2 separate regions of the Macaca mulatta genome follow, and region 2 is linked to region 1. A link is a contact called in public Hi-C data. All regions are on one chromosome and are shown on one strand. Each heading gives the region's core, a stretch centred on a gene start, on an enhancer-like site or on the middle of the called end of the contact. The rest is flanking DNA. Distances are from core to core; before and after follow the strand shown.

Region 1 (5,913 bases), core at 2,108-4,607:
AGCACTTTCCTTTGCCCTTATGTGCCTGTTATTTCCTTGCCCTGATGTCTGCAGCCTCTGAGGCAGCGCCCTGTTCCCTTACCACCCTCCTTGGCCGGGTGCTGCCTCCAGCTCAAATGAAGTAGAACGGGCCTCCCAGGGCTTGGCACATGGCACAAGAAGGCAATGTGTGTGGGTTCTTTTTTTTTTTTAATTCTCTTTTTTTCCTTTTTTTTTTTCTTTGTAACTCTTAATGATCTTTTCTTTGTGACTCTCATCCCCAATTATGTTCTCAAAAAGCAAAGTTGATGCATATGTACACAACCAACAGACTGTCTTCTCCTTGTTTTTCTCATGATTGTGCCTGTGAATAAAACCCTGAAATTATCAATTGGATAATAGAGTGATGTAGCTCTTCCAAATGGTTGGGTTAAATTGGCTGTGGTTTAAAGTAGAATTATCATTAATAATAATAGTAATAACCCACCCACCAGTGGAATATTCATTCACACATAATAGCATACAAGTCCCCTGCTCTGGAAGTATCCAGGGGGTTGCTGTCTGGACAGAATCCTCTACATAAAGAGAAAGAGAATGCCTGGATGACCCTCCTGGGAAGGCTCTTTTTCTGCTTTCTTCACAACACCTCTCTCTTCAAGACCCAGTTCTAGTACCATGTTTCCTAGCTCTTAGCGACCTCTCCCCTCCCTGATTGTATTTATGATCTCTAAGGCCCATTTATTGCTTTACAGTACTGCCTTGGATTGTTATTGATCTTTAATGAGCACCTTGTCCCTTATACTTGTATCTTTCTGCTTCATCCACTTCCACATTTCTACTCCTGCAAGAGTCAGGTTTATCAGAGATGGCTCCTCTCTCTCAAACTTCTTATAAGCATTTTCATTGATTCAAATAACTCCTTTAGTGTTGTCTCATCTACATCAGAAAGTATTTGATGAAGTCTGTCTCTCTTGACGACACTACTAATAATACCAGTGGCATTTACTGTGATCTAGCTGTATGCCACATGCTCTGTTGAGTCCTTCATGAACATTGACTAACCCTCGTTATGTTATTAATCCTGCTAATTCTAAGAAAGAAGTATGGTTTCCCTCATACTCCAGATGACATAACTGAAATTCAAAGAGGCGAAGTAAATTTCATCAAGGTTACACCATTAGTAATTTTCAGAGCAGGTCCAAACCTAAGTCTATAGTTGCTAACCTCCATTTACCCTGGTGATAATGAGAGCGGGAGTGTGAAGGCAGCATTTTCTCCTGACAGGTGCTAACGTAGGGATTGTGCAATTCTATCCTAAAGCACTGAAAAGAAGACAACAGGGCAAATTGTGAAGGAAAAAATGACTCTCTCTATTAAGAAAGTCAGAAATAATTCTAGGATTCCTTAAGCAGCATGACAGTCATTGCATTTTGGTCCACCATTTCTGTGGAGTTGTTTTGAGGAATTGCGGGAAAAAAGCAAGCGATTCCATTTTTGTGATGCTTAATTCAGTAGGTGAGAGGACCTCAGTTCAAAATGTTGCACTGGCCTTGTGCTGTGCAGAGCTGGCTGAGGAGGCAACAGAAATATCTTTCCCTTCCCATAGCATAGTTTCTTTTATTCATCTATTGAGGCTGGCATTGCCCTGCTTATGAACTTGTCTCTATACTGACGTTGAAACTCTCTCAAGTCCCAGTGAAATACTTCTAAGCAAAAGTATTTCATGAAACAATATTTATCTTTGTGTAATCATCTGCAATGCTTTCTTCATGTATGTTATGCCTCATAGGCATGTCGTGAAATGATTTTGAAGCTTATTAAACCATCACTTTCTCCTGTACATCCCGGTTACACTGTTATGGGTCCTTGATTATAAATGTTTTCCTGGTATTTATCACAGCACTTCTGTGAATATCATTCTTAAAGCTTTCTTTGTATTCTGTTACCTTCAGCTGTGCTTCACTGTCGTTTGATTGCACATATTGCATTTGTTTGGGGCCTATTGTTTAATGAGGAGAGAATTGATCCTTTAGCAATTACCTACTTATTGGGGCCATCCAAGGTCAGGGGTATTCCTGGAAATTTTTTAATGCTGGTAAAATTGAACCAATAAGAATTCCTTGTCTGTCATTTTCCCTTAGATATTAAATGATTGGAATTAAATAAAATATGATTGTGCCATTTTGAGTGACTGACAATATCTTCCTCTAATTCCTCATAACTTCCCTATTGTTTCGTTGGGTTTTCCTTTGTTTTATTGGCACTGCTGGGTTTCAGAGCCTGGTTGTAGTATCTGTTGTGCTAGGATTTTTCCTTCCTTCTCTTCATCCACAGACTTATTCCATCACGCAGCCAGGGGAGACTGACATGACTTACCTTTCACATTTCCTACGTTCCTTGATGATGAGGGATTTGTTGACATTTTCTGCAAACCCTGTTGCTATTATGAATTGGAAACTAGATTTCAAGCTCCAGCACGCTCAGAGTTAAGCTGCATTGAAAAGGTGGGAAAAACTAAATGAGAAAAACTGAAAGATTTAGAATAAGAGACCATTTGTAACAATAAAGCAATCCTGTCCCCCCAGAACACAACCTTTTAAATGCATCTACCAGAGTCAGACTATGAGGTTTTTCTCCTTTTAGAACTGAAGCAATGTTCCTTTTTGCTTTCTAATCTACTAATTCTGGTCCCAGCTAATAAATATATCACTATTCTTTTGTGACTATTATTATTGTTTAGTTAGCGATCCAAGAAATAAAACACTTTCAGATAGGGAGACATTCCTCCCAAACTTTAAAAACCGTATGGTGTATTTGTGATTTTGAAACAAAAGTGAAACCAGTTACTTGGAATTCCTTTGTCTGTATCTGCCAATATCTAACTCAAGTTTCACAGTTTTGGAGGATTAGATGCTCGTTAAAATATTACCAAAATTCATAGGCTGTTATACTCTAAGTTCACGATTCTTTAGTCTCTGTTAAAAGAAAGATCTATCCATATGGGACCCGTGCAAACACAGGCTGTTTATGTACCAGAGTGAATGCAGAGGCTAAACGAGAACTTTTATCTTTGTACATGGGCATGAACATAGATAAACCACATGACTTTACATTCATGTAAACTCCACACGCACCCTCGCACACACGCACATTGATGCCCTTCCTGATTGGTTTAGCCTGTTTTCTGCCACTAAGTATAAGGATATTTTCAGACTTGTCCAAACGTTTGATTTTTGTAATTATTGTTGGGTTTTCTTTTATCTTGCTCTACATGGAAAATAAAATTGTGATTTAGATAGTTTGGTCCCAGCGGTCCTGTCTGCGCTCAGCAAATGGTTCCATGTCACTCCCTGCATCACAATATGGGAGCCACCGAGCTTGGCGGCAGCTAATCCTCTGAGCCTGTTAATAAGCTTAGGAGCACGTTCATTGAAGGCTGACGCGTTAGGCACAAACAGGGAGAAAATATCTACTGGGGGAAGCTGAATTGGTTTTAATCATCTGCTAATCACCAGTAATGAGACCTACTCTGGGGAAGAAAAGAAAAACAGATAGTCAGAGGGAGGTTTTGTTCTTCACAGCAGAGTAACATGGAATGAGAGGGCAGCTGTTATTAGGAAAGAAAGGATGGAAAGAAAGAAGGGATTTGGCCCGAGCAGATGAAACGTCCTCGGCGGCACTGTTTTGTTAGCCGAGTGTTTCTTTCATTCAGTCCCTGAAACTTCAGATCTTGCAGGCTCCCTGACAGCCCACCTCTACGATATTGCTTCTTGAAGAAAGGAACTTCCCCCTGTCACCTCGGCCTTTGCATTCGTTCCTGGAACGTTTTACCGTAGCACTTTACATAGTATGTTTGCTTGAGGAGAGAAGAAAAGGAACTAGCAAGGCGAGCTCTTGATGAGCACCAAGGCATAAAAAAAGGGTGTGTGCAGGGGAGGGGGCGTGTGGAAAGCGCGGTGAGAGCAATTGTGAACCCTTGTCATGGGAGGTAAGTCCTGACAAGGAATTCAGGAAGGAAGAATCAGTTGCAAAATGGTCGGTCCCCGCCAAATTGGGTAGACCGTCTTTTTAAGTCGCAGGCTCTGTGTTTCAGGAAACTCAAGTGTGATTAGGACTTGGCTGCCATTTTGCATGCTGTTATTTCACAGACCTTTTCTTCAAAGTTCCAACTCTTATAATGGCTAGTAATACAACTGTGCTTCACACAGTGGGTTAGGAGCGCCGTTCTACATTGGACAGTTGTTCTACATTGGACAGTTGTTCTCCATGAGGAGAAGCCTATAATATACCTGCCTGTATAATCTCTCTGGAATAATCGATATATTTGCATAGGACTGAATAAATACAGCAGCTTCCAGGGCCACCACTGACTCTTGTTTCTCAAGCTCTTATAGGCTGAGCCAGGGGAAACCCAAAGCACAGCCACCCTGGGATCCACCCTGGACCAGGCCCTGCATCCTCAGCTGAAACATCTTTCTCAGCTCTCAGCCATTCTCATACTGAAACCTAAACTCCTGGTCCCTGGACCCAAGTTGTCCTCAGTCTCTCCTTCCAGTCACCTGGCTTGGATTCTGTTCAACACGAGGGCTTGTTGTTTCCTGCATGGCCTGGCCTTGCCCCATGGTTTTGGTGAGTGCTCTGCCCTCTTGGTGTTCCCTTTGCTGATTGTCATTTCTTGTAAATGTTCCACTATTTAAAGTGAGGAAGACTGTCCCCTCATCTAAAAAGTGTCCCTATTCTCTCTGGGCTTTCATGGCAATTTGCTTCCAAGTATCCTATAGCACTAATCCTATTCTTGAATGGTGAAGATTTTTTGTGCCACTTTCTTCAATTCCAGGGACAGTGACATTCTTCCAAGCATCCCTCACACCTTCCAGCACACAGCCCTGCAAATAGTAAACTCTCCACATGTTGAAACAGACTGAATTTTAAGACCTTTAGTAGGAGAAATCAAATTAAGATTTTAGCCTTCTGTAAATGTAAATTTAAGTAGTTTGCAGTACTCAAGATGTAAAAAGCAAGCCAAACTTGAATGCTTATATTTACTTTTACTTGCTTGCCATTTATATTCATTATTCCAGCTATAGGCAGAGTTGGAAGAGGGAAACATCAGAGTGAAACTATACAGTCTATTTTCCAGAAAAATAGAGAAAGCAAAACTGGTGGAAAACATTCACTGAACATCTGAGTCATCTTTTTATAAACTTCTCACATACCACCCACAAGGGCTGAGGCCTCCCTAGCTGAGAGCATGCCTAGGTACAACACTCACAGCCTCTGCCTTGGGAGAGGTCATAGGCTTAGAAGGGAAGGAAAACTTAACAAAATGTTAGCAACCCAGTGCTACTCCATTTCATGAACCTGCCAATGCGCAGGAAGTACTGAGCAGGCAAGATGCATCCTGGCCGAGGCAACGTTTTTAGGGACAGCCCAAGAAAGACGTGACCTATAAGGCTCAGTCCTGGAAGATAAGGAAGGAATGTCTAGGAGAAGAAATCTAGGACTTCCAAAATTTGGAAAGGCAATGGCATCGAGAGATCAAAGATATAGATTGATGTGCTTGTTAAGAGAATGTTGAATAGTTGGTGTGGATACAGGGCGTGTGTAAGGCCATAATTACAAATTAGAAAAAGTAGACATTGGATGTAATTTTAAGTTCTACCATGGAGCCTGGTGATTAAAAAAAAAAAAAATCTAATCTGGGAAAATATTTAAAAGCATCTTTCTATTTAGATCACTGCCCACATTAGGTACTTTAGGTTTTGTATTTTAGAACTGAAAATCCATCTGGTTATCATCCCGTCAAAGGGCCAACTCATGATACTATGGGCTTAAAGTGTGTGACACAGTTCTTAGCATGTTGTGAGCTCAATATTTGTGTGATTATTATTATCAACATTGCTATTATTTATTTCTATACTGTGAAAATTTTAG
Region 2 (5,913 bases), core at 1,532-4,031, 1.7 Mb before region 1:
GAGCTTGCAGTGAGCTGAGGTCCGGCCACTGCACTCCAGCCCGGCGACAGAGCGAGACTCCGTCTCAAAAAAAAAAAAAAAAAAAAAAAAAACAAACAAAAAATTAGCCGGGTGTGGTGGTGTGCACCTGTAGTTCCTGCTACTTGGGAGGCTGAGGCAGGAGAATCGCTTGAACCCGGGAGACAGAGGTTGCAATGAGCCAAGATTGCACCACTGCACTCCAGCCTGGATGACAGAGTGAGACTCTGTCTCATAAAAACATAAAACAAACCAAACCAAAACAAAAACACAATGCAACAAAACAAAAGTTAAAAGAGATTTATAGTAAGTATTGGGATATATCCATTCTGCTAAAACTTGTAGCTAATTTGCCAAGTCTTATTTCATTGTATTTGTACGTTTGCTCTTTTTTTTTTTTTTTTTTTTTTGAGACGGAGTCTCGCTCTGTCGCCCAGGCTGGAGTACAGTGGCCGGATCTCAGCTCACTGCAAGCTCCGCCTCCCGGGTTCACGCCATTCTCCTGCCTCAGCCTCCGGAATAGCTGGGACTACAGGCGCCCGCCACCTCGCCCGGCTAGTTTTTTGTATTTTTTTTTAGTAGAGACGGGGTTTCACTGTGTTAGCCAGGATGGTCTCGATCTCCTGACCTCGTGATCCACCCGTCTCGGCCTCCCAAAGTGCTGGGATTACAGGCTTGAGCCACCGCGCCCGGCCTACGTTTGCTCTTATAAAAAAAAATGTTTCAAAACCACAATGAGATATCACTTTACACCAACTGGAATGGCTGTTACTAAAGAAACAAAAATTAACAAGTGTTGGTGTGTTGGTGATGTGGAGAAATTAAAACTCCCATACGCAGCTGATGGTAATGAAAAATGGTGCTGCTTCTGGGGGAAACTAAGGAAGTTCTTCAAAAAACAAAAAAAAATTACCTTATGATTCAGCAATTCTACTCCTGGGTATATGCTGAAAAGAATGGAAAGCAAGAACTCCAAGAGACATTTGCCCTCCCTCATTCACAGCAGCATCATTCACAATGGCCAAAAGGTGGGAACTAACCCAAGTGTCCGTGGACAGATGAATGGGTAAACCAAACGTAGTAAATACACACAATGAGGTCTTATTCAGCCTTAAAAGGGAAGGAAATTCTGCTACATGCTACAATATGGATGAACCTGGAAGATGTTAAGTGAAATAAGCCAGTCACAAAAGGATGAGTATTGTGTGATTCCACTAACATGGGGTCCCTAGAGTAGTGAGATTCACAGAGACAGAAAGTAGAATGGTGGTTGCCAAGGGCTGGGGGCAGGGGAAAGTGGGAATTATAATTATTACTTAATGAGTAGCGAGTTTCAGATCTGTAAGACAAAAAAGGTCTGGAGATGGATGACGGTGATGGTTGCACAACAATGTAAATGTACTTAATGCCCCTGAACTATGCACATAAAAGGGTAAAAATGGTAAATTATATGTCATATATATTTTACTACTATAAAAAAGTGTTTTGAACATCTGACATCGTGTTCTACCTCCATAACATTCGTGACGGAGGAAGAATAGGTATTTTAATCTGTGTATAAACACAGGAAGACAGATAGAAGGCCTCAGTCCTCTAACAGCTTTGAGCATGGACTGGTGAGATCTATCATCTTCCCCTGGAATAAACCACCTGCCCAGCTACCTCCGGATGCCTCACCCTTTGCTTGGAGGTATAAAGATAAGTCCCCCATAGTGTTCAACTCCAGGGCCAATGGCAGCTGCGGGGTCCCAGGAGAAAGGGTTTGGGCCTTACTGGCACCTCTCCGCCCTTCTCCTGCTTTCACATCTGGCCAGGGACACTCCCGTTCTGCTAACTTCTCAGACTCCACACGCTGACCCAACAGGAGTGCATGGTCGCGATTCCCTCCCATGACCACTGGCCCTCACAGTGGCTGGGTATCCTGGTGGGGCGGCCTGCACCTCCTCAAGCTCCAGCCCCCTCTGGATGGGCGAGTAACTCCCTCGGTGCTTCTGTCCTGTGTCCAGCTTCCTTTGTCCTCTCCAGAGGTCCCTCCTGCGCTTCACCACTGGTGATGCTCCTCCAAATAGCAGCTCCCAATCCCCAGGACAGCTCTTCAGGACACAACCCCTTCCTCCCAGGAGACCCGCAGGTTTCAGCTCTCCTGGGGCCACGGCTGGACCAAGTCCTCAATTGCTTCCTTGCCATTATCCTCTTTGAACTCCCTCTCTCTCCTCTAAAAGCCCCTCTGGCTGCAGACTCCTTAATTCCGTGACTGCTCCTTTCCAAAAGCAGGTGCGCCTGCCCCGGGCCTCTTCGGACTTTCCATCACAGGCCAAAGGAAACCCAGAGAGAGCTTGCAGGACACCGGGGCCGTATTCAGACAGGCGCAAAACGACCCTTCCTCTTCTGTGCGCCTTAGGGAACTGCTGAAGGCAGGCAAGCCTGGGGCTCAGGGGAGGGTCCCTGAGCGGGCAGTCAGAGCTGCCCCCAGGCCCTGGCAAGGAGGTTTTCCGAGGCTCCGCAGTTCTCGAGTGTGTGTGTATGTTTTTGGTGGTGGTAATTGGGAGGCAGGGGGTCAAGACCGGGAGCGCAGAGAGTGAGAGAGGACCTCCTCCGCCCATCCTGGGCTCCTGGTTGATCCTAACCTCCACCCAGCGTCAACTTTTTGCTGCTCCCGTTAGATGGCGCCCAAGACTTTCTAACCACTTGTGAAAGTGCTCCTGGCCCGGAACAAAAAGAACTGTGGGGTGTGAGTCTGAATGTGTGTGAATGCGAGTGCGCGCGCGGGGCTGGGCACAGGGCACGCGAGTCGCCTGGCATTACGCTTGGCCCCGTCGCGAGTCGGCCCGGCCCAGGGCTGGAGCGCGCTCACGGGAGGAGCTGCGCGGCCGGCGGAGAACTTCCTTCTTTTCCCTTCGCTCTCCCTCTTGGGCTCGCGCCTAGGCCCTGGCCACTATCCCGGAGAGAAGCCGGGCGACCCGGCCGCGGGCTCAAGCAGCCAGCGCTGGCTGCAAGTGACCGCGGTGCGCGGGCGGAAAGGGGTCCCGGACGTGCGGGTTGGAGAGCTGGGACGCACACGACAGCCCCTTTCTCCACCCTTACCGCCCCAGCGCTCACAGCCGCTGCTCTGTTTTTAAGAGAATTGGGCAGGTGCAGGTTTGGTTGTAGCGGTTTTCGCCGCTCCAAGGCAATCGTTCAGTGTAAAGTTTCCTAAGCGTACTGCGTGGGCGTGTTTCCAGAAACACAGGGCAAACTTTCTGGCTCCCAAAGCCAATTACATTAAACAGACTCTCTTATGAAAAGGCCCTTGGGGACCCTAGGGCGTCAGATGCGACAGCTAATTTTAAAATAACGGGTGATTAAGGAGCACGCTTTCTCTCCAGCACCAAGTTCACCTCTTCTCCCACCCCCTCTAAAATAAGTGACTTGACGATAACTGATCCCATCCCCTAGTCCTCTCCTTAATGCCAGTCTGGACGCGCACTGTCCAGGAGAAGGGATGCGTCTCCTCTCCCTCGAGAACCAGCGCGGAGACCTTCTTTTGTGCCTCTCCTTGGCTGTGAACTTTCCTGCGCGGTAGGTTCTCCTTTAAGAAAGTAGCATCCCTATGAATATTTAATACCGTGCGCGGGCCAGCGGGGCGGAGGGGAGCCCACGGTCCGTGTTTCCGCGCGCGCCGAGACCCGGGCGCAGAGCGAGGGCGTCCCCACCAGCCTGACCGCCGCGGGAACTCGGGGACGGGGAGGGCGGGGGTTAGCGGGAGGAAAGGGTAGACTGAAGAGGAGCTGGGAACGGGAGGGGGGCTCGGGGCGAACGGGCCGTCGTGTTCATTTCCATAAGAAAGCTGAAATCGCAGTTGGAAGCAGGATTTCTCGCCCCTGCGGCCCTTCCCCCATACCCGGTTTTCTGCAAGAAGCGGGCTCCGGAGCTCAGAACCCGAAGTGTGTGCTCTGGTCTTTGATGATGTTGATAAAATGTGGTTTCAAATGTTGTCCCGAAGAGGCCGGTTTCCTGTCTGTGTGTGGAATGGAAGGACCGTGCCGGGTGAGTCCAGAGCACTGGGGAGCGGACAGGAGGCTCAGGGCATAGGAGAGGGAGGGCGCAGCTGATGGGCGCGGGGCATCTCTGCAGGGGAGGTTCTTCGGGGGGGTTTTGAAAAGGGAAGCCAGGTTGAAACCAAGTTTCTCGAGTAAGGAAGATTTTGTGTGTGTGTGTGTGTGTGTGTGTGTGTGTGTGTGTGTTCGGGGGTGGGGAACACGATGAGGGAAGAGGTCACGAAAGCCCCAGAACCCAGGCGGCCCGCGCGTGGGAAGGTCTGGCAGGTCTCATCTCCCTCTTCAAAGAGCGGGGGAAACTTTCGCTGGCCGCTGCTGACCCTCTTCCTGCGAAGGAATAAAGTGAACTTGCCCAGATACTGGATTCCACTAGCGGTTCAATTGTTCAGTTCTTTCTGCGTTCGCATTGAGCACTGAGTTTCTTTTTGACTTGCAGTGTGAACAGCAGCCATGTGACCTCAATTCTATATGATACACACACACACACACACACACACACACACACACACACACACACACACACCCCTCCTAGGTACTTTATGATCCCATCTGGAGAAATTAAAACCCAGATCTGTAATGTTTATTCTTAGATAGTTTACCAAAAGCAGGGGGGAAATGTGTGAGACTCATGTCTGCAAATATAACAAAAGTACTTTCCCTTGTGCTTGAAAAGTTGCCTGCAAATGGCTGGCTTCCGTTTACTGACTGCACCACCTGTACCTCTCCATGAAACTAAATGGAGTCAGGAATAAAGCACCAATCAGATCAAGCAATTAAATACCAATTATGACTATTAATGACTTTATTACTAATGACTGGAGTTGAGGACTCCAAACCCGATTGAGGTAATCAAGCTGTTTTAAAATTCTGCTACCTGAGATTTTTACCGCATTCCTTCCCCAAAATAAGAGGTTAAAAAAGACAGAAGTTATGTTTTCAAAGAGTTCTCCAGTAGGTATTCATGGTCAATGTTGAACTTATTTTTCTCAGTAAAGTGTATTGCTACTGCTAGTAAATAATGGAGTCTTCCTTTCTGGCTCTGCCAAGTTATGCAAAGTGTAATTGATGATGGTGGTTACACAATATATGGTACTTGGTTTGGATGCAGAACTGGGATGGGGCAGGGGTGCTTTCTTCAGTTACTCTGACAATCTGGCAGACCCTGGAAGATTTTAAGGAACAAGTGTTTTAATTCTTCAGATGGGGTAATGGCTATTGGGATGTTTCGAAGGTGAGGAAATGAAGAATGGGGAATCCAGACAGCAAAGAGAAAGAAGGAATTAGGCCTATGTTTTGAATTTTCTTTTTGCTCATGAGTTGAAATGCCTTTAACTTGCCATAAGTTACGTGACTGAAAAGAAAAGGTTACTGAGAACAGTATATTGGTGTAAAGGCTACTGTGTAGCTGGGGTTATTACTGAAGATGATTTGCCAACCCTCCTTGCCTGTTGATTGACACCCCTTCTTATCCCACATGGAAGTCCGGTTCATTCTGGGATAGGAGGAGAAGGCCTGGAGGGAGGAAGGGAATAAATTCCTGCTGGAGTCCATGAGAAGAAAGAGGGGGCAGTTAGTAGGAATTCTTTAGTCACCATGAAGCAGGCTGGGGGCAGCTGGGCTCTTGGAGGAGCCAGCAGCTCATCTTGATGTAGGTCATCTCTGTTTATTGTCCCATAGTTCAGCTTTTCAGGACACAAGAAGTGTTTGGAACAATGAACTTCAAGTCCCTGGCTTGGGATCTTTCCCCTTCACCTCCCTCCTAGGTGGAAGCCTACAGCAGCGCAGCAGCATCTGGTTCTGATGTGTTTACCAGGCTGGTATGGAAATGCCCAGGCTGCATGGCAGAAACCTGAGCTGC

What was found. A called contact is a pair of places that touch in the nucleus more often than the background predicts.
Region 2: a Hi-C map of fetal cortical plate shows a contact between it and region 1, with 2.8 times the contacts expected there. The contact joins two enhancer-like sites. A contact is called at or near these places in 2 of 14 Hi-C or Micro-C datasets (fetal cortex germinal zone and fetal cortical plate).

The regions. Positions count from the first base shown.
Region 1 is chr13:11,274,240-11,280,152 of T2T-MMU8v2.0, reverse strand. No RefSeq gene overlaps it. Among named protein-coding and RNA genes, the nearest start is that of TMEM182, 400 kb to the right of the region's middle. Within about 2 kb of position 3,357, at least 8 of the 40 cell types and tissues checked have an H3K27ac peak or open chromatin away from gene starts, as enhancers often do. A contact at or near this core is called in fetal cortical plate, where this site is marked.
Region 2 is chr13:12,991,784-12,997,696 of T2T-MMU8v2.0, reverse strand. The region is part of intron 1 of LOC144333684 (a long non-coding RNA gene); the gene reads right to left. Among named protein-coding and RNA genes, the nearest start is that of POU3F3, 19 kb to the right of the region's middle. Within about 2 kb of position 2,781, at least 8 of the 40 cell types and tissues checked have an H3K27ac peak or open chromatin away from gene starts, as enhancers often do. A contact at or near this core is called in fetal cortical plate, where this site is marked.